Linked DNA regions of Rattus norvegicus: region 1 is linked to region 2. Evidence: chromatin contacts called from public Hi-C data. All regions are on one chromosome and are shown on one strand. Each heading gives the region's core, a stretch centred on a gene start, on an enhancer-like site or on the middle of the called end of the contact. The rest is flanking DNA. Distances are from core to core; before and after follow the strand shown. Region 1 overlaps Mn1 (MN1 proto-oncogene, transcriptional regulator). Region 2 has its middle 330 kb from the start of Mn1.

Evidence for each region. A called contact is a pair of places that touch in the nucleus more often than the background predicts.
Region 1: a Hi-C map of frontal cortex shows a contact between it and region 2, with 3 times the contacts expected there. The contact joins two enhancer-like sites. A contact is called at or near these places in 1 of 12 Hi-C or Micro-C datasets (frontal cortex) and 1 of 1 datasets of contacts at active chromatin or transcription factors (oligodendrocytes).

The regions. Positions count from the first base shown.
Region 1 is chr12:50,869,930-50,876,013 of GRCr8, forward strand. The region is part of intron 1 of Mn1 (MN1 proto-oncogene, transcriptional regulator); the gene reads right to left. Among named protein-coding and RNA genes, the nearest start is that of Mn1, 7.8 kb to the right of the region's middle. Within about 2 kb of position 1,377, at least 13 of the 93 cell types and tissues checked have an H3K27ac peak or open chromatin away from gene starts, as enhancers often do.
Region 2 is chr12:50,545,724-50,551,582 of GRCr8, forward strand. No RefSeq gene overlaps it. Among named protein-coding and RNA genes, the nearest start is that of Mn1, 330 kb to the right of the region's middle. Within about 2 kb of position 1,723, at least 31 of the 93 cell types and tissues checked have an H3K27ac peak or open chromatin away from gene starts, as enhancers often do.

The DNA.
Region 1 (6,084 bases), core at 127-2,626, 320 kb after region 2:
AAGACCTCAACTGCCTTCTGTTTAAAGGGCATTTGGGTCCCTTCGATGGTATATAAATCGTGGAAAGATTCACAGGCAATTGCTATAAAGTTCTTTCTGATCTAGCTTCTCGAGGGAACGGGCATAACGCAGACCACCCAGCTTCTTCGGCCCTGAACACTGTGGCTAGGTCCAAGCCCCACTCTGGAGGTTGATGGGTCCAAGCTGAAATGACCAGAGAACTGCAAGACTTAGGTGGTGCCTCTTGGACCTGGGACCCCTGTAGGGCAAACACTATGGCAGACTTTCCACTGGCCTCCCAAACCTCAAGCCGGCTGATTAAAATACAGGCAAGAAAACAGAGCAGGCCTCAGCTCCCTCTGGTCACTATACCCTCAAAAAAAAAAAAAAAAGATGGCTTTCAAACCTGCTCCTCATACAAGAAAAGTAAACTCAACTCCCTACTTCTGGCCACATCCCTGTAGAGTCTGGGCCCTCAAGAGACCACACCCGCAGGACCTAGTTACCCTCACACCCAACAGAGCAACCGGTTGTCCCCAAACTGGACTGGCATGCAGTTGCCCCCACATGAGACTGGATATTGCATGCAGGCGCTCGGAAGACGGCAGGAGATGCCGGCCACCTTGGGCTGGCAACCCATCCTGACAGATGTGCCAGGATCCCAGCAGTTGCTTGAGCTTGGCGCCCCATTCTGGGCTTTGCAGTCCCCCAAACAGCTGGGCATTGGGGACGTGAAGGGCTGTGCCTTTGGACACAGAGGGTCCCTGAAGGCTGAGCCATGACTAATTTGAAATCCCGGCGTCATTTGGTGCCACATCATTGGCACCAAAGAACTACAATAAAAGAGTGGAATTTCCATAAACAGCCAGCAGTGTCCAGTGCCCACATTTGGGGGTGGGGGATCGCCGACCCAAAGGTTTCTCCCCTCACAGGAAACCCAGACCTGGCTGAACTTAGCTGGGAAGACATTGCCACACCACAGGGTCACACACAAAACCCAGCAAACAGTGGCTGTGCCTACTGCCGAGGTACTGCAGTCGGAAGCCACTGCAGGCCAGCGGCCCAAAAGGCCAGGGGCTTTGTCATTAGGACCTTCAACACAGACGGTTGGGCATTTATGTCCAGTCCATCCCGCTACGGAATCAGAACCTGTCTACGGCCTGTGAGACGTAGATTAGCTCACTTCTGGGACAGCAGACAAGAAAGCACAGATCTGAGGGTGAAAGGCACACTTAGCCACACGCATACATCTCTGTGTGGGGAGAAGCGGCCCAGGACTTTCCTTGGCTATTCATCCCAAGACCTGACAGAGGATTTGAATCCTGCTTGGGCTATGCTCTCTCCAGCAAGCCCCCAGACTATTTATTCTGGCCTCGGTGTATTTGAGGAGGCCAGGGAACTCCAAATGCCACTCCATCACACACCGAGGGATCTATCAACATGTCTGCCACAAGCAATCAAATCCCACACTCAAATCTATCTACCAAAGATACATCCTAACAAACCCTCCTTCACCAGACAGACCCTGTCTAAAGGTGAGGAAGCCAGGCTATGCCAGCTCCTCCTGGGCAAAGAACAAACAGAGAATTAGCCAAACAGGCTTGCTGGTTACAGGAAAACATGCTAGCTGAGGACCCTTGGGCAAGGGAGGAGTTGGCGGTCCCTCCTGTTGCCTGCCCGTCCCCACACATTCCCCAGACATTTGATCCCATTATACAAATCTGCAGGCTTTTCATCTCTAAAATTAGCCAAACAGAGGTAAATACAGTATTCCTGACTATTTCTCCTAAATGGTTTTGGCAAAGCAGATTGCTCCCTGGGCAAGGAATGCAATCCAATGTTATTGTCACTTGAGTGGAGAGAAACGGGCCACTAGTGATTTGCCGGATTCCACGGTGTTGAAGAGTCCCTGATCCCTTTCCACCCAGAGGAGATTTTCAGCCCTCTCATTCACCTGGCTCTGCTTATTAAAGACGCATATTTTATATCAGGAGAGCGGATCGGGTAAAATGTTGACGGGGGCAGCTGTATTCTCAGGACCTATTAAGATTCTTTGCAGAAATTTAAATACCTCTGTCAGGCAAACAAAATCATATCAGGAATCATAGAATTTCATTGCTAGAAAGAGAAATGAGATTAAGCCACCCACGCGCCTTTCCTAGAGCCCTCTCAATAAAACAGGAGCGCATTTCAACAGCCTCTCACTTCCGGTCTGAAGGGGCCTCGCCAGCAATCTAAATGAATTTATATGAGAGAAAGCCATCGTGAGGAATGCCTTTCGATCAGCCCAGGTTGTATGTAACTATAAGTAAATGGCGCCTGTTGGAACATGCTGGTACTTAAAATAAAAAATAAATAAATAAAAGTAAAAAAAATCAAGTTAAAAAAATATAACGGAAAAATGCAGGAGCAAGAGTCTATGGCAAGTCCAACTCTACTGAGCGTTGGCCCCTTAAAAAGCTGATGTCCTTTATTAATATTTAGTAGAAATGTATAATTGCAGATGTGTGCTACTTGGGGCTTTATGTTGGGAGGCGGGCAAGGAAGACAGGTTTATTACAGCCATGAAATATTAAACAAGCGTAGAAGAACAGTAGTTAAATGCCCTCTGCTAGCCAGGGAGTGGGCAGCCGGAGCACCGGCTGCACAAAGTGGGCCCCTATCAATTTACAGTACCCTTGATCAGCACCTGAGGAGCTTGGGGTCCATCTTCCTGAGGCACAGAGGTCGCATGAAGGCGTACAAACTGTTGGGTGATGCTTCCGAGGAAAGGCAATTTAGTGCCGGCTTACTTTCCCAGGGAAAGTCCGAATGAGACTTTGAAATTCTGTCTCTGGTGCAGGAGGGTTGGACAAGCAGTCCCACCAGCCAGGTCTGAGCCAGGGTTAAGTCTCCCGTCCTCAAGTCCACCCTACGTACAACGAAATACAGAGCTCCATTCCCGCCTGCCTAGTATTTCTCGGCCCTGCCTGTGTTCCTAGGGGAACACAGAGAAGCATGAAATTCCAAAATATGTCTCCGGGGTCTCTGTAAAAACACACAACTTCCAAAGGAGTGGGGGACAGGGCAAGGTTTGGGCGCAAAATGCACGCAGAGGCATCTCCAGCCTCACTGTGCGCAGGGTTTAATGTACGGAGCTGCCAGCAGAAAGAAGGAAGTTCGGTGGGAACAGACTCAGTTCGGAGCAAGGATAATTCCCGGCCTTGAAAATCATGTGGAGCAAGGGGAGGGGGGAAAACGGATTTTCCACGTCAATACCCACGGCCTATCTCCTATCAGTTTTCCTTCCTTAGAGTCTTGAAATCCCCCCCCCCAAATCTACAATATTCCACATAGGTAGAGGTCTGACTAACTATCTGAAACCCATGTTGACCTTGCTGACGTCACAGAGTCCCGAATCACCTCAACATCAGGTTGGCTCACTCTACCCTTTCACCTATTCCGACTCTGGGGAAGAAGCCTCGCGCACAGGCATAGAGTTTCCTTATGGAAAGTTATTTGTCCCATTGGCAGAGAAGTAAGGGCCGAGTCATCCAGAGATGCTCACTGGCTTTGTCACCGCATGACCTCCTGGTCTAGACTTTTAAAGAACCGCAGTGGAGCAGTCCGGTGTGTTCCCCTCCCAGGGACCATCTATATCCAGCCCAGAGAACTAGCAGGGCACCTCTCGGTATTTGTGATGTCTCTGCGACATCTCCAGCACGGATCGCTTTGTAAAACGAGCAGGGAATTTCAGAAACCGAGTTAATATTTAATCACATTAGTACTGGCATGTTTTACAGCGAGACAAAATAAAATATCATTATAGGAATGGCCTTTGCCTGGGAGAGTGGCGGAGAGAAGTGTTTTCTGAGCCGGAAGGTGGGGGCCCATTGGACCTCTGGGTATCCCCATTCCAGCTAATGGGGCTGCGGGACTTTTAAGAAACAGACCTTTTTTTTCCTTTCTTATACTATTTCCCCCCCCTCCCAACCCTGACTTATTTCAAAGTGGTTCTCCTCGCTGGTTTTCTGCTAGGGTTCTCAGAGGCTGATGGAAAGCCCTGTATGTTTATTTATGCAACCTGTACAGATGGAACTGAGGGGTGTTATCTTATTGTAATGAAAAGTTTAACCATTCTTGTTTACTACCAGTGAGGGAGACAGAGTCTGAGGGACTTTACTAAGCCCCAGCTTGCTGTCCAAGTAGCAGCATCCAAAAACCTCACTTCCAAGAGCTACCTAGGGCTCTATCCTTCCTACATCAGAACGGGAAACAAAGGAGACACAGGGGTGTCGTTGTCCCCCCCCCCCACCAAGTTTGGGAAGCAGCCAGCCCTTTAGGTACCAAGGAAGTCTCTGACTTCTCACACGGGAGGACTTTGCTCTGGTTTACATGGAGAATCAACCCAAAAGCTACTGGCACGTGCTTCCATAAACGTATGTTCTTGGGACACTGAAACGAGCTAAAAAAAAAAAAATGTCTATAAGGACATTTCAGAGCTTGCAGCCCGCACCTCTCTCCCTTTGAGAATGAGGCATGAAGCTACATTTAAAAAAAAAAAAATCTCATTAAAACCTCCAACACTTCTCCACCTACTAAAGACCTTCGAAAGAACTGGAAGGAGAAATACCAACTGGTTTTCTTTATTAATTCTCTAATTTTTGAAAACTTTTTCTCGCCCCATTTTGGCCAACGTGTTCTTAATTACTGGGGGTGGGGGGGTAGCAGGCTGGGCTAGGAGAAGTGTCAGGGCTGAGTTCTGTGCTAACTGACTATCGATTGTGCTAGATCGAGATGTTATATACAAGAAAATAAGGGGGTGGCGGTATACCCTGTCCAATTCCATTTTAAGAGCCAGAGGAGGTGGGGGAGCTGAGGGTCCCAAACTAACCAATTTCTGTCCTTGCCTGGAGCAGTCTGTGGAATGCTGATGTGGGGTTTGGTGTCTGCCGTGCATGCTAAACACACGGCTTCGAATGAGAGCAGGAGTCTGGGCATCCCAGGCTGGGCAGTAGGGAGGAACAAAGAGAAAAGCAGCCAGGCCACACTCAAGAACCAGAAACCAAAGGAAGACGACCCAGACAGAGTTCCAAATCACCCAAACTCCTGCCTCCCTTTTCCCTAAAAGGGACTATCCTATTTTCTTAAAACCTACCCTCCCAAGGATGTACTTAAGACACAGTAGACTGAAAACTGATGGAGCAGAAAACGGAAGAGGAGAGAAGTGAGCAAGGGTGTATTTTTTTTCAAAGACAGCGGGGCCACGGACACCACGGTATTATTCTGTCCAGCAGAACCTGAAGAAGCTAACTAGGATTTAGAAACAAAGTAAGGACAGGAGAAAGAAAAAAAAACAATGTTGCCAATTTTTAAAAAGCTACTAATTATGTTTTTTGTAAAGGAAAAAGAAAGCCCCCATTAAAATAAAAAAGCGTAAACTTAACTACAGCCTATTCATCTCTAGATTTAAAAGCTGTTCAACTGCCGTCCCTACCACCTTAAAGGCCTTCAGGCCTGGAGGGGAAGGGGTGTTCTGAATGCAAATGAGACATGGGACTGGACATCTGTCACCAACACCAAGTGAGATATTGACAAACGAAGGTCCTTTGTGCCTTAGGAATACATAGTCATAACCCCAAACACAAATGACGTCTTGAAGGAGTGCTGTGATTGCTGCCAGGAAGAACCCAGCCCAGCCTTGTCACCCACTGTCAAGCAGATACACCTGAGACTGTGGTGATTTGCCTAGAACCCTGCCAGGTCCTCAGGTGTTTCGCTTTTCCCTTGAAACTCTCCAACTTAAACGCCCAAAGAGCTATCCTCTGAAAACAAATATCCAATGAGGCCTGACCTCCGAAGTGACGCTGCCCACACCAGGGCGGGGACTTTGCAAAAGTATTACCACCTAAGCCAACTCCAGCGGAAGGCTAAGGAGGACGTGGGGTGGCAGCCCTGCGGCCTTCCAGGTGTCCTGCCAGAGAGGGGCCCCAAACACTTAAGCAGAAGAGTAGAATGCTGAGAGCAGCAAGGGTCTTAGTGTGAAATGGGAGGGGCCCAGCTTCTCCAAGGCCTGAACCCTGAAAAACTCAGAAAAATCGGGAG
Region 2 (5,859 bases), core at 473-2,972:
GACATAGTGGGCGTGTGAGGCCACTGTGTAGAGGGTTTGGAGCAGCAGCGACATCATGGGTACAGGGTAAACAGACACTGAACACTGCATGCTGCTGGGCTCCCCGAGCCTATGCTTCTAGTCCACAAAGCATTTGTTTGACTAGGCCATCTACCCCGTTCTATGCTGTTCCGTCTGGAGTCGTCTCCCTGCTATAGATCCAGCCTGAGTGGCTACACCAGGCTCTTGGGGTCAGACCAATTCTGGGCAAGGGTTGGTCATAGACTGTTAAGGGGAGCTGATAACAGAGAGTTCAACCTTGAAACAGGGATGGGGGGCAGCTTGCTCCCCGGTCTCCAGCCCCTTTGCAAAGGGAGGCTCTGCTGCTGCCCTAGCCCAGGACTCCTGGAGGTTACCTGGCTGAATAGAGAGAACCCTGTTGACTATTTCCTAAAGAAGGCTGGGCCCACCTGCCTGGTGGGAGCAGGTCAACAATTGCACAGTGGCTTCCAGGGTATTCCATGCAGTGCAGGAACCTCAGCATCTCCGGACAATGCGGGGGTTGGGGGGGGACAGCACGAGCAAGGGGTGCTGTGTGCAGTTAGAGGATCTCCAAGGTTGTCAGGCTGATGGGCAGTGCTGGCCTAACAGCTCCTCTTTGATGAGTGTGGTTATGGAATTTGCTTTACTAAACGGACCGTTAGTAGACATTGGGCAGACAAGACAGAAGTCAGAAATGCATGCCTGCATTTTCTGTCTGTGGTGCACTAGCCCTCCCTTCTTGCCTAGCCCTGCCATGAAACCTCAGGGCAGATCTGACTCAGACCTGAAAGCCTGCAGCCTGCAGCCTACAGCTAAGCCCCACCAGGGACTGCAGAACTTAGCACAAGACTGAGTGAGCTCCCTCAGACCCCCAAAGCCAAAAAGAACAGTAAGTGCTGTTGTGAGCTGAGGAGACCACTTGTTATACAGCAGTAACACTATAGAAGGTAGCTGATACAATGAATTGTTGTGGGTGGGGTCTTACTCCAGGCATAGTCCACAGTGCTAGATAAACAAGTCTCCCTAAGACTCTGTAACTGCCTTAGTTTTTGTAAAGAGAGTCACTCTACCACAAAATCATGTATTTTTAGAGTCTAACCCTTAGACCATGGCAGTCTATACTAAGATGTTGACTAACCATAACTGTGTTTAGCGTTAATAGCCTTCTTCAGATCACACCCACTCTCTCAGAGCCAGAGCCAAGGCCCCTCCTTCTCGAGTGGGGTCAAGTACCCTCCCAGGACCACACGCCCACCTCCACCATCGCTCCAGCCTGTTTCTCCTTGATGTTCGCCAGGAACCAGAGAGAAGTGTTGAATATGTTCTTGGCTACTTTTCCTTGCAACTCCCAGCGGCCCTGCTTACAAACTGAATCAGTTATCAGCTAGTTAGACTGCAGTCCCGGGAGGCGCCGCCCGCATACGGATGGGGCGCATGCATTATTCAGCGAGGAGCCGAGAGAAATGAGCAGCCGAGTCCAGAGCCAGAACAGCAGTGGCAGTAAGGGAATAATTAGCGGGCTGTCACTCCTCCTTGTCAGGGCTTCCTCCCTCAACACATGAGGGAAAATAAAAAAAAATAAATCTTTTTTTTTAAGAAGAAAAAAAAAAGTCAGGGTGGATCGTCTTGCTTATAAGGCAGCTGGTAGGCTAAAATGTGACACCAAAGAAGCCTGGAGCTGGGCTCTGGTTCCGTTCACAAAGCCACGGCCTGGAGACACTCCTCCCCACAACCCCCGCCCCCATTATCTTATCGACTCTCCTTCCTGCTTGGTGATTCCTGAGTGCAGCCCCGCCTTTCATTCAGATGTCCACGCGTTTCCATAGCACCAGAAGCGAATGTCTCCTTGAAAGGGGAGGGTGGTCCTGGGAGGGGACATTAGGACTTATAGCATGAGAGCCACCAGGCTCTGGGCTGCGGAGGAGGTTGGAGGTGACCTTCCAGAAGGAACGTGGGACGGGGGTGAGGAGCTGGGAGTCCAAAGCCAAGCTGGCTCCTTCAGGGGGCTGCGCAATTGGATTATTCATGAGTTTACGCACAGAAAGGAATCATTTCGCTGCGTGGCTTCCTCTTTCTCAAGGAAGCTATTTTTATTTATCTATTAATATCTTGCTGGAATTTTTCTGGGGGGGGTTGCAGTTGATGCACGCTGGTTTGTCATCTGAGGTGTGAGGGTCTCGGATATGGTAGGGGTCGGTGACCCATCCCTCAGCCCCCAGAAAAATAGCCAAGATCCAGTGAGAGGAGTGGTGGGAGGGGCCAGCATGGCTTTGTGTTTGATCTGTGTCTCAGCTCCTAGGAGACATGAGACTTTCTTGGCTTTCTGCCCTTCCGATGTTGTGGGACTCACCTCAGCGGGACAGGAGTTGCTTTGTATAAGAAGCGGCTGCAGGAACAGGCAGACACACTGAAAGAATAGCCCTGGAGATCCAGAGCAAGTCAAAGACCCAGAAGGTGCCAGGCTCAGCTCTAGGGTGGATCCCATTTGGTAAACATATCACCATCTTAAGAATTCCTCCAGTCTCTTAGTAAAGCTCACCCTACGATGGGAGGCTTTTGTCCTACAAAGTCAAAGTTAAAGGCAATGTTTTCATGAGCCCAGACTTAGAAAGACCATAACAGGTACACCACTGCTTCTTTACCTGATTCTGACAGACATTACTAATCCATGCTAGAGCACTCAATGGCCATATGACCATCTAAGCCTTAAGAGGCTGCTAACAGGAGAGAGGTGCTATTGGAAAAGAGTCTACAAGACCCTGTATTCATGAATACTGGAGGCAGCAAATTCTTAAGGGAGCAGGAAATGGCAACATTTGTGGAATCAAACTGTACTCTGAAATAGCCAAGCAGTTCTGCAAAGAGAGACTGTGAACCAAAGTAGAGATAGGCCTCATACAGGGCCGTTTGAGTCTGAGGCCTCAGCTATGCCATTTAAGACACACGTGTCAGGGTAGAGATTCAGTGGGAAGCAGCACAAAGAATCTAACAAGGTGCCCCACTCTGGATCCACCATCTTCCTACTCATTGGTTCCCTAGCTCAGTATCGAAGCCATATTGAGATCATGTGCTCAGGAACAGATTAGCAATGTCTGCTTGGGCACTGGATAAAGAAACACTGTTATGCTTGCTATGGTCCCTTATGCCTGGCAGACACCTGCCCAAGCCAATTGTGACCCCTGGGAATTGTCTCAAGCCCTTTAGGGACATTAAATACTCTTCAAACTTCTGCTGCTTCCTTTTTTTACTGTGACCCTTCCTTACTGCATTGGATCCTCAGAAGATTCAGTCACTATCTGTTCCCAGCAGCCAGCACAATGGTCAACATATCAATAGCAGCCCCCATAAACATTTGTTGGATGAAAAAATGATTTGCTTCGTAGAATGTCTGGCCCCTTTCTGGGCCTGATGTTGGGTAGTCAGCCCAAACTGACTCTTATTACATTTATTTATTTATTTATTTATTTATTTATTTATCTATCTATCTATCTATCTATCTATTTATTTATTTATTTATATGGCGGGGGGAGTCACATATGCCATGGAATTTCTAGGACTGAACTCAGGGATGAAACATGAATATTTAAACACCTCGGCTTCCCACATTATCCCTTCTGGGAGATCCTTTCTGTCTTCCCAGGCCTTCCTTACATGAAGAGACTCCCAAAATTGCCTTCAAAGAAATCCTGTGGTGCCCACCATCCTCCCTTTCTCCCTGTGTCTCCTAGCACTCTTTGTGGAGAACTTTAACCAGAGGGAAGTGAGTGTGCCAAGGGGCCTTGTGATACCATCACCAGGAAGGATAGGAGGCTGATAGCAGGTATATGGACAGCAGAGACATTGTAAAAATTGAATAGTCATCCCGGTGAGACAAACAGAGCCCAGGGATAGCCTACTTCTTGAGGAATATTGGCCTGCAGTCTCTACACATCCCACAGATGGTACTAGCCAAGCACTCCCTGTAGTACTGGGATTGGAGCCTTTACTAAATTTGAATTAAATGGGATGGTTGGTCCTGGTTGTCAGTCTGATGGAATTTAGCATCACCATGGAAACAGAACTCTAATCATTTCGGTGAAGGAATCCAGACTGGACTGGGGTGGGAAAACCTACCCCGATTGTGGGTGGCACATCCCGTGGGCTGCGTGCCCAGACTTGGTAAAGATGGGAACTCAGCGGAGCACCAGGCTCATCTCCCTCCGCTTCCCTACTGTGGATGCTGTGCAACCAGCTGCCTCACGCTCCTGTCATGCCTTCTCCTCAAATCATGAACCAAAACGAACCTTCTTAGACCTGTCTGTCAGGCATCTGTGGGTTTAATGGTGAATTGTCCACTGCAGGAGCAAGTCATAGTTGACACCCGGTGCACTGCAGAGAAAGAGCCACTGTGTGGTCCGATGTGGTATCTTTAGGAGTGACAAGGATGACCCTCAGAGTTTACATGTCTAGCATGGAGCTATGATGGACCACACTCCCACCTCTATGATAGACCACACCCTTCTACTGCTATGACGGACCACAGTCCCTACCTCTATGATGAACCACACTCCTTCCCACTGTGAACCAAGATAATAAAACCTCTCTCTTATGTTGCTTTTCTCAGATACTTTGTTGCATTGATGAGAAACCTTAGCACCTTACCTAATCTTACTGTTCAGGTAGCTTCCTAAGCCATTGTTCAAGGAGTAACATTTTCTTTGTCACCCATAAATGCACCAGCAGACCACAGCTGTCTACAAGATCTCAGATACCCAGGTCCAGATGAAGGGGCATGTGGCAGACATCACCTTGAGTGCTTGAGGTTCTGCAACCATCCATGCTGGTCAGTTACTGACAGACTGGATACCAGGGATGGTCAGGAAACCTGCAGCTGGCTGTGGAAGAAAAGTGAGACCAGAAGCCTCTGGGCCACCACCACTGAATGACCTTTGATGTGTAGACTCCAGGCTCAGTTACCTTGTCTATAAATGTGTACCAATAAACTCTTATCCTCTGGGAAAGTCCAGAGAACAACAAGTTCTAAAATCCCCTTTTCTTAGTCATCATTCTATTGCTATAAAGAAACATCATGACCAAGGCAATGCTTAGAAATCCTTTAATTCAGGGGCTTGCTTACAGTTTCATTGGTCTAGACCATTTTCATCAGGGTGGGAGCATGGTGGCATGCACGGCGCTGGAGGAGTTGCTGAGAGCTACATCCTGATCCACTGGCAGAGACAGAGAGATGCTAGACTTGGGCTTCTGAAACCTCCAAGCCCACCCCCAGTGACACACTTCCTCCAGCAGGGCCACATTTCTTAATCCTTATAATCCTTTCAAATAGCACCACTCCCTTGTGACTGCGCATTCAAATACATGAGCCTATGGAGGCCATTCTTTTTCAAACCACAACACCCCTCTCCAGCCTGACCCTGGTTAAAGGTGAACTTCTATAACCTGTCCCTCAATCCCAGGCACCAGGTACTGGGTCTCTTCTGTGGTTTCAGTTCTGGGGTGATGTGAAATCTGCTATAAATGGTGGAAGTCAGATCTCTAGCTCCTTCTTCTCTGGAAACAGACATTGCCACATCGGCCTTTCTAGTTCACCTCTCATGCAGGGATCCTGGGAAGTTTGTTTGAAATTTGAACCATGCCACAGGCAGGTCAGGTACAGGCAGAGCCAAGATGGCACTCCCCTTTCTCTCCCTGCTTTGGACCCATGGGTATCTGCTGCAGCTATGCCCGGGATGAATGGGCTGCAGACCAACAACAGCTTCCCGGAGGGTTCCAGAGCTGATATTGGCCTATTCTTTCTGGCACTGATACCATCAGCTGGCCTTGTACGGGGCCTTCCAGAAG